Linked DNA regions of Zea mays: regions 2, 3 and 4 are each linked to region 1. Evidence: chromatin contacts called from public Hi-C data. All regions are on one chromosome and are shown on one strand. The core of a region is the stretch at or near the end of the contact, and the rest is flanking DNA. Distances in the headings are between cores, read along the strand shown. Region 1 holds the start of LOC109943776 (ocs element-binding factor 1-like). Region 2 has its middle 9.5 kb from the start of LOC109943777. Region 3 holds the start of LOC100283040. Region 4 holds the start of LOC103643760 (crooked neck-like protein 1).

Region 1 (4,016 bases), core at 882-3,381:
TAAAATGTTATTTTTAAATTGTCTTTGCCTAGTGTTAGAGAAAAAACAAGTGTTATATTTGTGACACTCGGCAAAGAGCCCTTTGCCGAGTGTCAAAAAAAGACACTCGGCAAAGAAACTCTTTGCCGAGTGTCAAAAATAAAACACTCGGCAAAGAGCTTCTTCGCCGAGTGTTTTCTTTTACAAGCTCTTTGCCGAGTGCCCGAAATAAAACACTCGGCAAAGAATATGACACTCGACAAATAGCCAAATACGGTAGTGTATATATACGTAGGCTATATGCATTTTCACTCGTTGCATTGTTTTTAGTACCTCGTTAGAGCGTTCTTCAACTTGAGTAGAAAGATGACTCGTGAAAGCAGAAGCGGGGGAAACAAACGGGCCAGTCATGCGACGATCGTTGCTGATGGTCACCCTTCTTTGGCCAGTCCATATCAAACCAGGCCTTGTCAATTGGGCCAAGTTACCAAACTCGTACGTGGGCCACACATGTCAGCCCGCCATTTCGTCGGCCCTATGACATGAATGGATGGTGGCGGCCGTGTTGCGGAAAGCGAGAGAGACGCACGCCTCACGGCTCACGACCCAGACCGAATCTCTGAAGCGGTTCGGAAGGGCGACGGCGTATCGCACTCGCTCGCAAGCACGCACGCCGGCCCCGCCCGCTTTCGACGTGGTGACGGGACGGACGGCGACCGTCCACCCGCACGATCAACGGCTAATCTTGCAAGAAAACGATGCTACACGCCCAACCCAAAGCATCAGAGCTTTATTTTAACGCACAAGTTAGCATTTGACACCGCCTGTCTGCCATTTCATCAGCACACCAGACAACGAGACGGAGACAATCAGACATATAGGCAGAGCATATGCGTGCGCATGAATGTATTTATGGCCCCATGCCACCAACATTCATGGCATCACATCAGACCTAAGCCGTTCAACGGGCATCGAACGTAGACAGATCGTCGAACAGTGCTGACTGCTGAGTGCTGACCATCCCTCCAAACTGATAATCGTCGACGATCATTTGCCAAACCATGTCGCGAACTAATTAATCTTTTCACCCATGATATATATATATATATATATATATATATATATATATATATATATATATATATATATATATATATATATATATATATATATATATATATATATATATATATATATATATATATATATACAGACACACAGACACACGTGATTTCAGGACCACCAACATTTCGCGTTCACCGTTCTCCGATCAAACAAGCTCGATCGTGCACGCCGCACGCCCAATGCATTAATTCCTACGCGATCAAGGAGGCGATCGTCTGCTCAATGTCCAACTGCCTGGCGACGCTGCCGGCGGCAGCGGCAGCGGCCGCGGCGTACAGCCGACCGAGGTCGAGCGCGCGGAGGGCGGCCGCGAGCCGACGGGACAGCGCGGCGGCCTCGGCGCGCAGCCCGGCGTTGGCGAGGAGGGCGAGGGCCAGGCGGCCGCGAGCGGCCTGCGCGCCGGCCGCCAGATCGCGCCTCCTGCGCTCCAGGAGCGCGGCGGCGTCCCCGAGTTCGTCGAGGCGGCGCTGCTTCCGCGCGCGGGACCGCCTCGCGGACTCCCGGTTCGAGATCCTCCGCCGGAGGCGCCGCTCGTCGGCGGACTCCCCCGCGTCGGCGTCGGCCTCGGCCTCGGGCGAGGCTGTCGCCGCCGGAGGTTGAGCTGGGAATGGGATGGCTGTGGGGTCGGATACGAACCCCACCTGCGGCGGCGGTGGCGGTGTTGCCGTCGCCGAGAAGACTTGCATGTCGATGTCGTCGATGCAGGGCATGTAACCTGCTGAGAAGGCCATTAGGGACATGATGGTAATTATGTGCTTATCAGAGGGCGGGGAAAAGGGAGGGAACAAGTGAAGGGCTGCGGTATTTATAGCTGGTTTAGAGGGCATCCTGGTACTTTGTTTCTTCGTTCGTGGTGTGGGTCTACAACTCTACATGTTGCAGTCATATACAGTATAGTGCTAAGTGATAATGCGTGCCTTTTGTAGATTTGCAAGATTTGTTTTCCAGATACCAGAGTCTCTAGCCCATATGAATGAAATTGGACGGAACTATATGCAACGTTGTGGGTACAGCCGCACCCACGCAAAATTTGGGGAAAAAACAGTACAATTCATAATATTTGCACATCTATGTCATATATACATTCATGCACCCATACGGTAAGACGTACCTCCGTCAAATTTGCGGTAGCTATAAATACATGCACACACTGACACACTTATTTGTTGTAGCTATAGATACATCGATCCACACACTTTTGTGACTCAGCAGTTTGAGAGGCTTCGGTGAACAGACCGACGGACAAATTGTCTCGTTAAAATAATAGATACCTAAAGTTGCAAGCAACTATATATGAGCTATACAAAACGGAGTGTATATATAGTGAAATTTTAAATAAATCTATAGATTATGATTTTATGGTTGGGGGGTGTTTGTATTTGCACCCTATAAAACCAACATAGCGTCGCCCTGGTTCTAGCAATATAGCAAAAAACGTAGCGCGTGGTAAGGTACACGTTACATGAACACACTTCAAGTTATTGAAAAGTCTCTATATTTATGTTCCATCTAACTAAAAAGAGTAACAAATATTATGGTTCTTGAGCATGAAAGAAATATAGCGAAACATTTCAAGGATTTAATTAACGTAAGCCCATGACATGACAAAGACAATATGGTGAGATGTAATATAAATGATAATGATAATGGTTCATACTTGGTAACAAATTTAAATAGGTCGGTATTATTTATTGGTGTGATACACTTGAAATAAAACAAACATAATTTAACGTTATCAATTATTCATTACGTCACAACTACATACGGCGCCTAACATACGGCGCCTAGATATTTTACCGAGATTTATACGGCGGGCGGTAGGCTGCGGCGAGGCCGCGAGGGGGACGTTTTTGTGCCGGACGTACTGTGGTTGATTCCGATGGAAGACGGTCCAAACAATAGGGATTTTAAACTTAACCACGAAGGAAGGAGGCGATATAGTCTAACACACGGTTCTTTGCTATCTTGAGGACTAAAGCAGATTCGTTCAGCATGTGATCGTTCTAGTGAACAGTCCTATAGCATATGGTTAGAGGTGAGAGAAGGACAATCCTAATGATATGATTATGATAGTTTACGCATGCTGAATATGCTGGTCTTTTGCTGGTTCGATAATATCTCATGCATGTGTGATCTGAAAACGAATCTCATACAAGAAACTGGGCCCTGCATAAAAACCAAAGCTTAAAAATCTACATAAAATGTACTGGGATGGTTATAAAAAATACCAAGAGACAGTATGAGAGGGTGGGGGAGGAAGAGTGATCTAGAGCGTCTATTGCATGCCATGCATGGTAGTCAGTGGCGGAGCTAGCCTCATGAAGTCAAACCTAGGCTCTTGCCCTCCCTTGATTGCATGTTTTCTCACTGCATATATATGGTACTACTCTCAACCAATTGGTATGTAAATATACTCTATCAATGTACAGCTAAACATGAAGAGTGGGAAACCTACACCATAGGGAACAAATAAGACGAAACGATAGAAGAGTCTAACACTACGTCATATTGCTGCTACTTGGTATACCTTGTCATTGAATCTTTTTAGATCCTTGTTTTCAGTCCGTGTCACGCCGCTGGATGCACTTCAGCCTCCTAAGGCAAAGCTTTGTGAAGGCTTGAATAGACAACCAGAGGGGAGGTGAATGAGAACCAATAAATTTCAGTTTTTTAAAAATGAAAATTAAGCACTTAACTTTAATAGAAACGAACCAAAAAAACACATCAACCATTCAGTGATTTTATGTTTGAAAATGTTACTAATATTCACACGAGACCAATAAAACAAACGGATCGTAAAACAGACATAAAAAAGTCCGAAGCAACCAAAATAGTATCGCTTTCTAATATTGTTTTCAGCAACTCGAAATTCAGTTTTAAATGCAAAATCGATCCAAACGGACTTTGATTGA
Region 2 (4,245 bases), core at 1,700-4,199, 140 kb before region 1:
TGTGGTGAGTATGGCGGTGTCCTCTCATGAATAATACCATGTTCCACACAAAAATCAGAAAAATCACCCGAAAAATATTCTCCACCACGATCAGACCTTAACCGTTTAATTTTCCTCTCGAGTTGATTTTCAACTTCAGCTTTGTAGGTCTTAAAATAATGCAAAGCTTCATCTTTTGATTTTAAGAGATACACATAACAAAATCTAGTAGAGTCATCGATAAAAGTAATAAAATATCGCTTGCCTCCTTTAGTCAATATTCCGTTCATCTCACATAAATCGGAATGTATTAAGTCTAGTGGTGCCAAATTCCTCGCCTCCGCAGCCTTGTGAGGCTTGCGAGGTTGCTTAGATTGCACGCACACCTGGCACTTAGAACCTTTGACTAAATCAAATTTCGGGATTAAATTTAAATCTGCTAACCGCGAGACACAACCAAAATTGATATGACAAAGTCGTGAATGCCAAATATACGACTCATTCGAAACAACATTGTTCACAGACTTATTACACGCATCATGCAAAGATAAGCGGAACAAGCCTCCGCTGTCATAGCCTTTTCCAACAAACGTTCCATACTTAGACAGTATACATTTATTAGACTCAAAGACAATTTTGTAGCCATCTCGACACAATTGAGAGCCACTAACTAGATTCTTTTTGATGGAGGGGACATGCTGCACGTTCTTCAATAGCACCGTCTTTCCCGAAGTAAACTTCAGAATGACTGTACCAACACCAAGAACACGCGCATGTGATCCGTTCCCCATCAGCAAGGCTCCAGTCCCTTTGCACTGATAAGAAGAAAATAAAGAAATATCAGCACACACATGAATATTAGCACCGGTATCAGCCCACCACTCAGGGGATTGACACACTGAAAGAACAGTAGGTAAAAGATTACCATACCCCGATGTTCCTTCTGCAGTCTCGCTAACAACCATGTTTACTGTTTTCTTCTCTTGAGCTGGTTTTTTCTCTTGCTTAAATTTGCGGTCTGGACAAGCGCTTGCCCAATGATCAGTACTCCCGCAAACAAAGCAACCAGCTCCTTTGTTCTTCTTTTTGAACGAGGCTGCCTGCTTGGGCTTCGTGGCATTCTGTTGCTTGTTCTTCTTTTTATTATTATGTGATGCATTGGAGTTCTTCTTTTGTACCATATCGGCACTAGAAGTCTCAACTCCTTTTCCACGAGTGTCTTTTGCTCTCGCCCTCTCCTCAACATCAAGAGAACCAATAAGCTCAGCCACGCTAAACTCTTGTCTCTTATGTTTTAGAGTGGTAGCAAAGTCCGTCCAAGAAGGTGGCAGTTTAGCGATAATACCGCCGGCCACGAACTTGTCAGGCAAGACACATGGGAATTGTTCGAGTTCTTTAGCCAGTGCCTGTATTTCATGAGCCTGTTCAACTACAGGACGGTTTTCCACCATCTTATAGTCAAATAGCTGCTCCATGATGTACAGCTCGCTACCAGCATCAGAAACACCAAACTTCTCATCTAATGCATCCCATAACTCTTTTGCAGATGTGCACGTTAGATAAGAATCAACATACTTGTTGGCAAGAGCGCCAATCACGGCGCCTCGAAACAGGTTATCGGCAACGTCGAACATTCTCTCCTCTTCAGGAGTGAACTGTTCGGGTTTCCCCTGTGCGGCGTGATAGCAGTTCATTGCGGTCAACCACAGTATCATCTTACTACGCCATCTCTTGTAAAACGTCCCATCAAAAGGTTCACTTGGTTTTAACGCAGCAGCAAAACCACTAACAGAAAAATGCCTAATATCAGATTTTTGGATTGTTAGAAAGTTAGGCATTTTTAATTTTAATTTAATCCAGAAAAACAGTGCGATATATGTGATGACATGTATGTGCATGTGTGTATAACTACTCGCATAAGCAGTAAACAGCAATGAAACATGCACAAATACGAAGAACAGAGTGTACCCAGCGGAGGGACCGATGCTCAAGGCATCAGTGGCTCCATTCACACGAGACGCGTCAACTCGGGAAGGCGACGAACTGGACAAACAGATCACGCGAGCAGTCGCGAAGACGCTCCCCAGGCCTGCTCTCCCACTCTCTCTGTGCTCGCAGAAGATGGGACGGGAATGTGTTGTTTGCAAATGCGCAACCGTTTGAAAGGAATATTCGGACCAAGGTCTGATCTACCACGAGCCACGGCCCGGCCGGCGGCGGCGGCGGCGCGCGCGCGTGTGGCAGTCCTTCATCTTTTTCTCAACTTCTCAATAGATGCACCAATGGTCCACCTATTTAAGTTGATTGATTTGTCCTTTGAGCTTCCAATATGGTACTAAATAATTAGTACACCATAGCATTAAAGTGGGCCATTAGCATTGACTATTATTGAATATTAATTTGGGCCAAGCCCACATTAATCCAACAATTGATATTTATATATTTAAGTAAATTTATTATAAAAGTAAATTTAATATTCATCTAGCAGTAGTAATCATATACATTAAATATAAATATTTTCTTGTATATGTTCTATTAAAAGTAAAAATAGTTGAATACTCGAAAAAACTGAATCGTTTTAGGACAGCCGGACTGCCGTACGTCTCTCGGCAGCTGCAGCTGATGCCTGATGCAGAGAGAGCGTTTTCGATGACGATGACGAAGGCACAGTCGCACAGCCTCTAATTTATAGAGATAAAAACACTTATACATAGATCGAATTATCGCCAAATAAAAATATTGTTTCTTTCATTCGGACAGATCACCTACATCTCTCTTCTGGACGTGCGTGCAGCTGCAGGCCGCGCCGGTCGTACGCCGTGGGCCGCGGAAAAGCTGCCGGCCCGGGGTCGTCTTGTTTGTTTCTGCAGCGCGGCACTCGTTGCGGCCTTGTCACTCATCCCGTGCCCCGTTGTCTGCACTGCACGTGCATGCCGTAGATGGCGTGGGGACGTACGCCTGGCCGGCCGGCCGGAACAGGACGTACGCCAGGAGAGGTTGCGGAAGGGGCATCCGAGGCTGCCTCTGCCTCTGGCTGCACGCTGGAGCGACTGGGTGCGGCTTGCACTTGCTGCAGCGACAAACTGCCGGCTGCGGCTTCAGGGGAGCTAGTGGAAGGAAGAAGGCCTGGTCTGGTTCCTCCGGCGGCGCGTCGCCTGTGGTGGTGATCTGTCACGCAACGCAAGCAACAGACTGTTTAAGAGTATACGCACGCTCAGTTTGGATTGGATTGGACAGAAAGCACGCGGACGCTCGGTGCAGCAGGTTGGTTGATCTGCATCTAAGCAATTCCATCAACAGACTGTTCGTCGTGCCTTGCCTAGCTAGCTAGCCAGCTCCTGAACCTACAGTGCTGGCGACCCAGTCAATCAGTAGAGTATACTCGCAACGCAGCCGCGGACACGAATGGCCAGGGCGCGCGCACCACGTAGTAATGTAGTGCATCACCGTTTGCGAAACGCACAGTCCCGCGCCTGCGATCACCCACCTCACCACCTGTGATTCTGCCCGTGCGACCGGCCCGTAACGCTAGCTCTATCGCTGTGCCTGTGCGGCGACTAGGGAGAGACTTGTCACTGTTGTCCACTTGGAAGTGTGCAGGCGCCTCTACTATGCAGCGCTGGCCAACAGTTTCATCGATCTGCAGTGCACACGACGACGGACCAACTGACCAAGGCAAGCGTTAGCAGGACTGCAGGAGCAAAGCAATACAGTACATGGCACGAAATGTGCGCCGTATATTCTACTAGCTGCGAAGCCCGTATATGGACACAGCAAGTGTTGGATCTTTATTTATTAAATAAACTCTATGGTGTGTAATGGTGGAGAATACCAATAGTATCACATTGTAAGTCCAAGGGTCTTTTGGCTTGACTTATATGGTGGGATTTATTCTACATAACTTGAGAAGTCAAGAAATGGACAAGGGTGTGTCACACGCGCGCGCGTGGCGAGGCGAGGCGAGCGGGCGTGGTGTGGTTGTGTTAATTTTTAGCACTCATTAACCGCGTGAGTTTTCACTCCGGGTTAACCTTTCAGTTACCCGTCTCTTCGTCTGCCGCATGCGTCGGCGAGCCAACTCATGGCGTGACTCGGCGAGACTCTTCTTCTTCAGTTGGCCGACTCATGACGTGACTCGGCGAGACTCTTCTCCTTTAGCTGACCGACTCTTGACGTGACTCGGCGAGACTTTAAATAGAGGAGCACCCCTGTCACTCGGTACACACGAACATAACCATTTCAGAGTCACAAAGTCGAGCCGCAAGT
Region 3 (4,245 bases), core at 1,586-4,085, 220 kb after region 1:
TCAAACACTAAATCAAAAAATACAAACGGAGCTGTTTTGCCAAACAATTTTTAAAAAAGCCACTAGCTTCTGCAGAGGAGCTACTTCTTCTAAGAAGCCGGAGCTGGAGCCGTTTGCAGAGGAGCCAGAGCCCTACCAAAGGGGCCCTTAGTGTGTGTTTAGTTTGGATTTTGACTTGACTTTGACTTTTGCCTCATAAAAATCAAAGACTTGGATCCAGAAAGCAGTTTTTTTATAAAATCCGACTTTTTCGGAGTGTAAAATTAAAAACACCTCTAGACATGCTCTTATCGGCTTTTGTATGGAACTGTGAAAATATATATAATATATTTTTTTAGTTTTTTTATGGTTTTCAACAAACGATTTTTAACTTTTTAGCGGTTCATAATCCATAACAGTTTTTTTCGCAGTCCACAACAGTTTTTTCATAGCCATAGCCTAATCAAAAAGACCATTAGTTGATTAATCTTCTCTTACATCCACAACCGCGGAGACTTTGACTTTATTTATGTGTTTTCTATGTACACATAATTAGTGGCGTAGACAAGGTTGGCTCGCGGGGCTATGGCCTTCTAACAAAATTTTTTTTACTTTATAGTTGTATATCTATGGTAAAATAAAAAAACTAGCTTATATTTCTCGTTCTTTTTTATTTGCCACATTTTAGTTCAATAATAAACTGGCAGACGTTAAATATTTGAGAACGGAAGTAATAACAAATGACTATTTATTATTTAATTATCATATATATACATATATTCTATTTATTCACATTATAATTATAGTTGTATATGTGTTAGCCCTCTCTAAAGTAAAATCCTGGCTATGTCACTGCACATAAATAATGAGAGATACGAATTGATGACTTGGACACTTGGTGCAGCAGAGAGGTACATTGACCTGTAGTCTGGTGCAGTACGTGTGTGAATATGCTCTCCGTCCTATTTTTCGTACTCCTAGGTATCGTTTCCTTGAGATCTGGATGGTTTTCAGCTGTTGATGCGTGCTGGCCTGCCGCATGCTGCATGCTTCTCTAGGTTCACATGTAGTACGGACTGTACACTCGTGTGCTGTCTCAGCGTCTGCAGCATTGTGCCTGTACATCACTGTTTTGCTTAGGGACACTGCACTATATGAGACGAACATTGGCGAGAGGCTTTTACTCCCTTTGGGTGATTCTATCCCAATTGTTGCACACAAGAACCACTATGGGAGGGTCAGCTTCGCAGGTTAGGGGAGCTTAAAAAAACGGAAGGAAAGACATGTAACTGAACAAACGATCGATCATTTATAGAACTATCTATTGAGAATATAATTTCTACTACAGAGATTAAATAATATAAAAACTAACTGTAATTTATAGCATTGAGACAGACTTTAGAACCTATATAAATAAACATGAATAATTCGGAGCAAAAATAAGGTTCTCTTTTTCAAGAAGAAAATTTTTTTATTAAGATCGCTGGAAACAGGTCACAAAAGGAAGAGCCAGTGTGCGCGCCGACTCTTGGGGCCTGATTCTCGGCGCAAAATTTCAGAGGTGGCTCAAAGCACACATCGGAAATGCCGCGAGCGGCCGGCGAGCCCCGCCCGATCCGAGGCTGATTTTGAGATCGCCGCACCACTGGCACTCGATTCGTCTCGTGCGAGGAGCTCAAAAAAAAGTCTCGCGGATCCAGTTCCAGTCTCTCCCTCCCCTCCCTCGCACGCAGAAGATGCTGCGGCATTGCTTGCCGCGCGCGCGCAGTACAGAGTGCAAAGTCAGTAGTACTAGTAGTGTACAGCCTGTGCCCGGTGCTCCACGCTCGCGATCGCATCTCAGGCGTGCGCGGAGCACCGACATCGAGGCAGCTGCCGGTGGAGCTGGCCTGGGCCCCATCTGGCGACATGCTGCCACGCGTCACGTCCTCCAGAGGGCCCACAAGTCCAGTGGGACCCCGACACGAATCATCAATCAGCAGAATACTACTAGTCATCTTGCGTTCTCGCAATCTCGCTCACCGACAACTATTTGTTTTTTAAAAAATCCTGCTCTACACGGTGACAGAGTTAGAGAGCTTGTAGTTGTAGACGGCGGAATAAAATCCTGCGAGCAATTTCAGCCAAGTGGGCGTCACATGCATGCCGTCATTGTGCTTCCGAAAATCGGGCGGTGGCCGGCGGCGGCGTATTTATTCAAAATACTCCGATCACGAACCTAGTAGTAGTCGGGTTAAGACACTGGCAGCTCAGGGGACACCACCACAGGCTAAAACTAGTACTAGTACTAGCAGCAACAGCAGCTCAAAATAAAAATAAAAATGAGGGTCGTGGTGCACTGTGGTCACAAGACGAGGGGCCACACGAATTTTAATGGACGCATACACATCATGGACCCTCCACTGACTATGTTAATCCCAATCTGTTTTGAGCTTTTGCTTTAAGATGATTTCGATAGCCAATGCAGCACTAAATCACCAAAAAAGAACGCAGCGGTAGTTCTTTCAAATCCCTCCCGTATCCGTCCACATATATGGAGTGAATTTTGCCAACGCACCATCGTCGATTACTTTCACGCGGTGGCATGGGATTTTACAGGTCGCCTAAACCTCTCGCCGTCACAAAGTAGTACGTAGCTGTGAACTTTGGAAAGATTACACGGATATTTTAACTCACTTCGGTCACTTTTGCTGTTCTGTTTGACGCGTTCAGATGAGCTCCCAACACACGCTTTGCTCAGTCAGCCGTAGCCCCGCAAGCCTCGCCTCTGACCCACCTTTGACACCGAACGCGTTCTGGCTTCTCAGTCTATCACTCCACCCGTATATATAACAGACACGGTACACGCGCTCTCCATCCAATCCAACCACGCGAACAACCAAGATGACGCGCTCTCCTCTGGCTCTGGCCCTACTGCTCCTCTGCGCCGCCGGCGCCGCGGCGGCCGTGCCGCGGTACCGCGAGGCGCCGCACTTCACCAACTCGGCGGCGGCGCAGTGCCCGCCGCTGCTGCAGCCGTCGGACGCGGACGCGGCGTGCTCGCCGCACGCGGCGGTGCACGTCGCCATGACGCTGGACGCGTCGTACCTGCGCGGCACCATGGCGGCCGTGCTCTCCGTGCTGCGCCACGCGTCGTGCCCGGAGTCCATCCACTTCCACTTCATCGCCTCCGCCTCCTCCGGGTCCAGTGCGACGGCGGAGGCGCTCAGGGCCACGGTGCGCGCGTCGTTCCCGTCGCTGGCGTTCCGGGTGTACCCGTTCGCCGACGAGGCCCGCGTGGCGGGGCTCATCTCCACCTCCATCCGGGGCGCGCTGGACCGCCCGCTCAACTACGCGCGCTCCTACCTCGCGTCCACGCTGCCCGCCTGCGTGCGCCGCGTCGTGTACCTCGACTCCGACGTCGTGCTCACCGACGACATCGCCGCCCTCGCCGCCACCCCGCTCCCGGGGGAGGGCACGGCCGTGGCGGCGCCCCAGTACTGCGGCGCCAACTTCACCGCCTACTTCACGCCGGGCTTCTGGGCGTCCCCCGCGCTCTCCTCCGCCTTCGCCGGCCGCCGCGCCTGCTACTTCAACACGGGCGTCATGGTGCTCGACCTCGCGCGCTGGCGCCGCGCGGGATACACGGCGCAGATCGAGGAGTGGATGGAGCTGCAGAAGCGGGTGCGCATCTACGAGCTGGGCTCGCTGCCGCCCTTCCTGCTCGTCTTCGCCGGCAGGATCGCGTCCGTGGACCACAGATGGAACCAGCACGGCCTCGGCGGGGACAACTACCGCGGCCTCTGCCGCGGCCTGCACGCCGGCGCCGTCAGCCTGCTGCACTGGAGCGGCAAGGGGAAGCCCTGGGACCGCCTCGACGCCGGAAGGCCGTGCCCGCTCGACGCCGTCTGGGCCAAGTACGACCTGCTCCGGCCGGCAGCCGGCATCGAGACCTCGTGAACACAACGACGGCGTTCGATCGACCGCTCGTTTCACTTTTTGTTCGGTTTAGAAGCACGTGCTCTTCGTTGTTTTGTTGATCTAGGCTAGATATTGGTAGATCGATCATCAGGGTGTTCATGTGAACTGTACATATTGTTGCTAACTTTCTCGGAAAAGTTTAGACCGCTTGCACAAATTCTAGATTCAGAAAAAAAATAGTACTACTCAAAAGTTGGCCAAATGGTATTGCTCCAAGAAATCTAGATATAACAAATTGGTGGATCTAAGGTCAGAATCAAGGTGAAGCTCTCAAGTGGCGCTTCGCTAGCACAAAATTAGTGGACT
Region 4 (4,265 bases), core at 657-3,156, 170 kb after region 1:
AGCACCGTCTCGGGTTGGAGAGGTTGCTAGAGACTGCCCATCTGGAGCTTGACGGGAAGCTGTTCGTCAACACGCAGCAGGCCCCTACCTGGCGCGCCAACTGTCGGCGTTCCGAGACCGGGGGGTCCCTGAGCCGACGAGTGAATGTCGCCGCGTGCCCCAGCCCAGATGGGTCGAGCGCGAGGCCGAGCGCGAAGGGGGGAAAGCGAGGCGGCCGGAGACCGGCGTGAGAGAGGTGGGAATCCCGCGGCCTTCGTGTTCGTCCCGCGCCCAGGTCGGGTGCGCTTGCAGTAGGGGGTTACAAGCGTCCACGCGGGAGAGGGAGCGAGCGGCCTCAAGCGAGCGCGTACCTCGTCCTCGTCCCCACGCGGCCAACCTTCTCTAAGAGGGCCCTGGTCCTTCCTTTTATAGGCGTAAGGAGAGGATCCAGGTGTACAATGGGGGGTGTAGCAGAGTGCTACGTGTCTAGCAAGGGAGAGCCAGCGCCCTAAGTACATGCCGTTGTGGCAGCCGGAGAGATCTTGGCACCCAGCTGGTGTGATGTCGTGGCCGTCGGAGGAGCGATGGAGCCTGGCGGAGGGACAGCTGTCGGAGCTGTTGAGTCCTTGCTGACGTCCTCTTGCTTCCGTAAGGGGGCTGAGAGTCGCCGTCGTCACAGAGTATGCAGGGCGCCATCATCGCCTATCTGGCGGAGCGAGCCAGATGGGACGCCGGTCTTATTCCCCGTGGCCCGAGTCAGCTCGGGGTAGGGTGATGACGGTGCCTCCTGTTGACGTGGCTGGTCTGCGCCCTAGGTTGGGCGACGTGGAAGCTCCTCCGAAGCCGAGGTCGAGTCTGTCTTTCGTGGCCGAGGTTGAGTCCGAGCCCCCGGGTCGGGCGAGGCGGAGGTCGCCGGCTGATGCCGGGGCGGAGTCCGAGCCCTGGGGTCGGGCGAAGCGGAGTTCGTCGTCTTCTGGGGCTGAGCCCAAGTCCGAGCCCTAGGTCGGGCGAGGCGGAGATCGTCGTCTTCCGGGACTTAGCCCGAGTCCGAGCCCTGGGTCGGGCGGAGTTCGCCGTCTTCCGGGACTTAGCCCGAGTCCGAGCCCTAGGTCGGGCGAAGCGGAGCTTCCTATGGTGCCTTCGACCGGGCCGGGCTGCCTGTCAGCCTCACTCTGTCGAGTGGCACCGCAGTCGGAGCGGCGCAGGCGGCGCTGTCTTTCTGTCAGGCTGGTCAGTGGAGCGGCGAAGTGACGGCGGTCACTTCGGCTCTGGGGGGCGCGCGTCAGGATAAAGGTGTCAGGCCACCTTTGCATTAAATGCTCCTGCGACTTGGTCGGTCGGTGTGGCGATTTGGTCAGAGTTGCTTCTTAGCGAAGACAGGGCCTCGGGCGAGCCGGGAACACATTCGCCGTTGGAGGGGGGCCTCGGGCGAGACGGAGATCCTCCGGGGTCGGCTGCCCTTGTCCGAGGCTAGGCTCGGACGAGGCGTGATCGGGTCCCTCGTATGGACCGATCCCTGACTTAATCGCACCCATCAGGCCTTTGCAGCTTTATGCTGATGGGGGTTACCAGCTGAGAATTAGGAGCCTTGAGGGTACCCCTAATTATGGTCCCCGACACTTATGAACCCGTGAATCAGATACGATGCAAACTAGTTAGTCTGAATGGTTGTGAAGGTCATCAAGCACCAAAATATAAGAGATGATTTTAAGGTCATTTCCCTTTCAATCTTATCTGTATAAGAGCAAGGCTAATAATATAGCCGGTTGCGCTACAAGTGTTGTTGCAACCAATCTCTTAGGTCACTCATATAATAGTTAGCTATTCGTTATTGATGTTTGACCCACTTATCTCTCTCATTTGGGTTCTCGTGTTTTAATCGGCTATAAGTTAACAAACCGCTTCTCCTTTTCTCCCTTCTAACTCAACATTTAGCTTTTTATAGTCCGTTATTATACTTGCTCTAATAGTTAGCTCTTCGCTGCTAATGTAGGATTTACTTATCTCTCTCATAATTTTTTTTTTGGTTTTTTGTGTCTAAACTCTAAACCCGTTAAGTTTGTAACCGCCTCCCTCCTTCAACTGTCTCAGCAGATTGTGCAGCACCGTGTTCTCCCTCCCTTCCCAATCCCCTATCCCGTTACTTTCCCCGGCTCCACCCCAAACCCTAATACGTCATGGCGCTCACTACACGGGGCGGCGCCGGCGGCGGGGATCCCGCGAAGGCGCCGTCCGCCTCCGACCCCAGCCTCGGCTTCCTCACCAAGCGCGATACCGAGGTCAAGCTACCCCGCGCAACGCGGGTCAAGAACAAGACCCCCGCGCCGATCCAGATTACGGCCGAGCAGATCCTCCGGGAGGCCAGGGAGAGGCAGGAGCCTGAGATCCGCCCGCCCAAACAGAAGATCACAGACCCCCACGAGCTCTCCGATTACCGCCTCCGTAAGCGGAAGGAGTTCGAGGACGTCATCCGCCGCGTGCGCTGGAGCGTCTCGGCATGGGTCAAGTACGCGCGGTGGGAGGAGCAGCAGCGAGACTTCGCGCGCGCGCGCTCCGTCTACGAGCGCGCGCTCGACGTCGCCCACCGCGACCACACGCTCTGGCTCAAATATGCTGAATTCGAGATGCGGAACCGGTTTGTCAACCATGCCCGGAATGTCTGGGACCGCGCGGTGTCGCTCCTCCCCCGGGTGGATCAGCTCTGGTACAAGTACATCCACATGGAGGAGCTGCTTGGTGCAGTTGCCAATGCGCGCCAGGTGTTCGAGCGCTGGATGTCTTGGCGACCCGACACAGCCGGCTGGAATTCTTACATCAAGTTTGAGCTGCGGTACGGGGAGGTCGAGCGTGCCAGGGCTATCTATGAGCGGTTTGTAGCTGAGCACCCAAGGCCAGATACCTTCATCCGCTATGCTAAGTTTGAGATGAAGCTCGGCGAGGTCGAGCGGGCACGGCGGGTGTATGAGCGTGCAGCAGACCTGCTTGCTGATGATGAGGATGCTGAAGTGTTATTTGTGGCATTTGCAGAGTTTGAGGAGAGGTGCCGCGAGGTCGAGCGAGCACGTGCAATATACAAGTATGCTCTAGACAGGGTGCCCAAGGGTCGTGCTGAGGAACTGTATAGGAAGTTTCTTGCATTTGAGAAACAGTTTGGTGACCGTGAGGGAATAGAAGATGCCATTGTGGGCAAGAGGAGATTTCAGTACGAGGATGAGGTTAGGAAGAATCCACTAAACTACGACTCATGGTTTGATTATATCAGGCTGGAGGAGAGTGTTGGGAATAAGGACAGGATCAGGGAGGTGTACGAGAGGGCCATTGCCAACGTGCCCCCTGCAGAGGAGAAGCGATACTGGCAGAGGTACATATACCTCTGGATTAACTATGCACTCTATGAGGAGCTAGACGCACAAGACAGAGAACGGACAAGAGAGGTTTACAAGGAATGCCTGAGGTTGATTCCTCACAAGAAATTCACGTTTGCAAAGATGTGGCTCATGGCGGCCCAGTTTGAGATACGGCAGAGAAATCTAAAGGCTGCAAGACAAATTCTTGGAAATGCAATTGGAATGGCCCCAAAGGGCAAGATATTCAAGAAATATATTGAAATTGAGCTTTATCTGGGCAACTTTGACCGTTGTAGGACTCTTTATGAGAAATATATTGAATGGTCCCCAGCAAACTGTTATGCCTGGAGGAAGTATGCCGAATTGGAGAAGAACCTTAGTGAGACTGATCGTGCTCGATCAATATATGAACTTGCTATTGCACAACCAGCCCTTGATACACCAGAGGTTCTGTGGAAGGTATGCTCTCTTGCAGAGTTGCGGTTGCATTCTTGGATTATGCACATTAATTATATGGTAGTGATGTATTGTAGACGCATTTATTTTATTATTATTGCTAAACCAACTGATCTAGTGTTATAAATGATGTTTTAAATAGCTATTACATTGCCATAGTTACTAAAATCACCAGAGCTCATTTTTAGTGAGCAATCCATTGCTCTTTTAGGTGTCTTTAAGGGGCGCACCATCTTTCAGATAAGAATAAGTTGCTGTACAGATCTCTTATTCGCTAATTTGTTTGCAATGTTACCTATTCTATCTCTGCTGAAAGTTCGTGGAACCATTCAGACCTGCAGAAACATTTCTTTATTATGTGCTTGTATTTGTTAGTGTCCTGTATTTTCTCTCTATCCCTTTCCATGGAGGTGGTCTGGTGGATAGTCACAAATGTTATTGGGCTGTTTGATTGTTGCCCAGTATTGTTTCTGACTTGTAGCC

What was found. Hi-C and Micro-C count contacts between places; a contact is called where the count stands out from the background.
Region 2: a contact with region 1 is called in a Hi-C map of tassel, with 2.5 times the contacts expected there. The contact joins the enhancer-like site here to the promoter of LOC109943776 in region 1. A contact is called at or near these places in 2 of 25 Hi-C or Micro-C datasets (ear and tassel).
Region 3: a Hi-C map of endosperm shows a contact between it and region 1, with 2.1 times the contacts expected there. The contact joins the promoter of LOC100283040 here to the promoter of LOC109943776 in region 1.
Region 4: a Hi-C map of tassel shows a contact between it and region 1, with 2.1 times the contacts expected there. The contact joins the promoter of LOC103643760 here to the promoter of LOC109943776 in region 1. A contact is called at or near these places in 2 of 25 Hi-C or Micro-C datasets (ear and tassel).

The regions. Positions count from the first base shown.
Region 1 is chr1:263,399,879-263,403,894 of Zm-B73-REFERENCE-NAM-5.0, reverse strand. It overlaps LOC109943776 (ocs element-binding factor 1-like), which reads right to left and starts at 2,131. Exons shown (of 1, transcript XM_020547271.3): 1 at 1,211-2,131. The coding sequence starts at 1,931. The coding sequence ends at 1,296.
Region 2 is chr1:263,541,100-263,545,344 of Zm-B73-REFERENCE-NAM-5.0, reverse strand. No RefSeq gene overlaps it. Among protein-coding and RNA genes, the nearest start is that of LOC109943777, 9.5 kb to the left of the region's middle. Within about 2 kb of position 2,949, at least 17 of the 20 cell types and tissues checked have an H3K27ac peak or open chromatin away from gene starts, as enhancers often do. A contact at or near this core is called in ear and tassel, where this site is marked.
Region 3 is chr1:263,181,561-263,185,805 of Zm-B73-REFERENCE-NAM-5.0, reverse strand. It overlaps LOC100283040, which reads left to right and starts at 2,835. Exons shown (of 1, transcript NM_001155942.2): 1 at 2,835-4,245. The coding sequence starts at 2,863. The coding sequence ends at 3,918.
Region 4 is chr1:263,226,992-263,231,256 of Zm-B73-REFERENCE-NAM-5.0, reverse strand. LOC103643760 (crooked neck-like protein 1) reads left to right here and starts at 1,906. Exons shown (of 4, transcript XM_008666928.3): 1 at 1,906-3,785. The coding sequence starts at 2,157.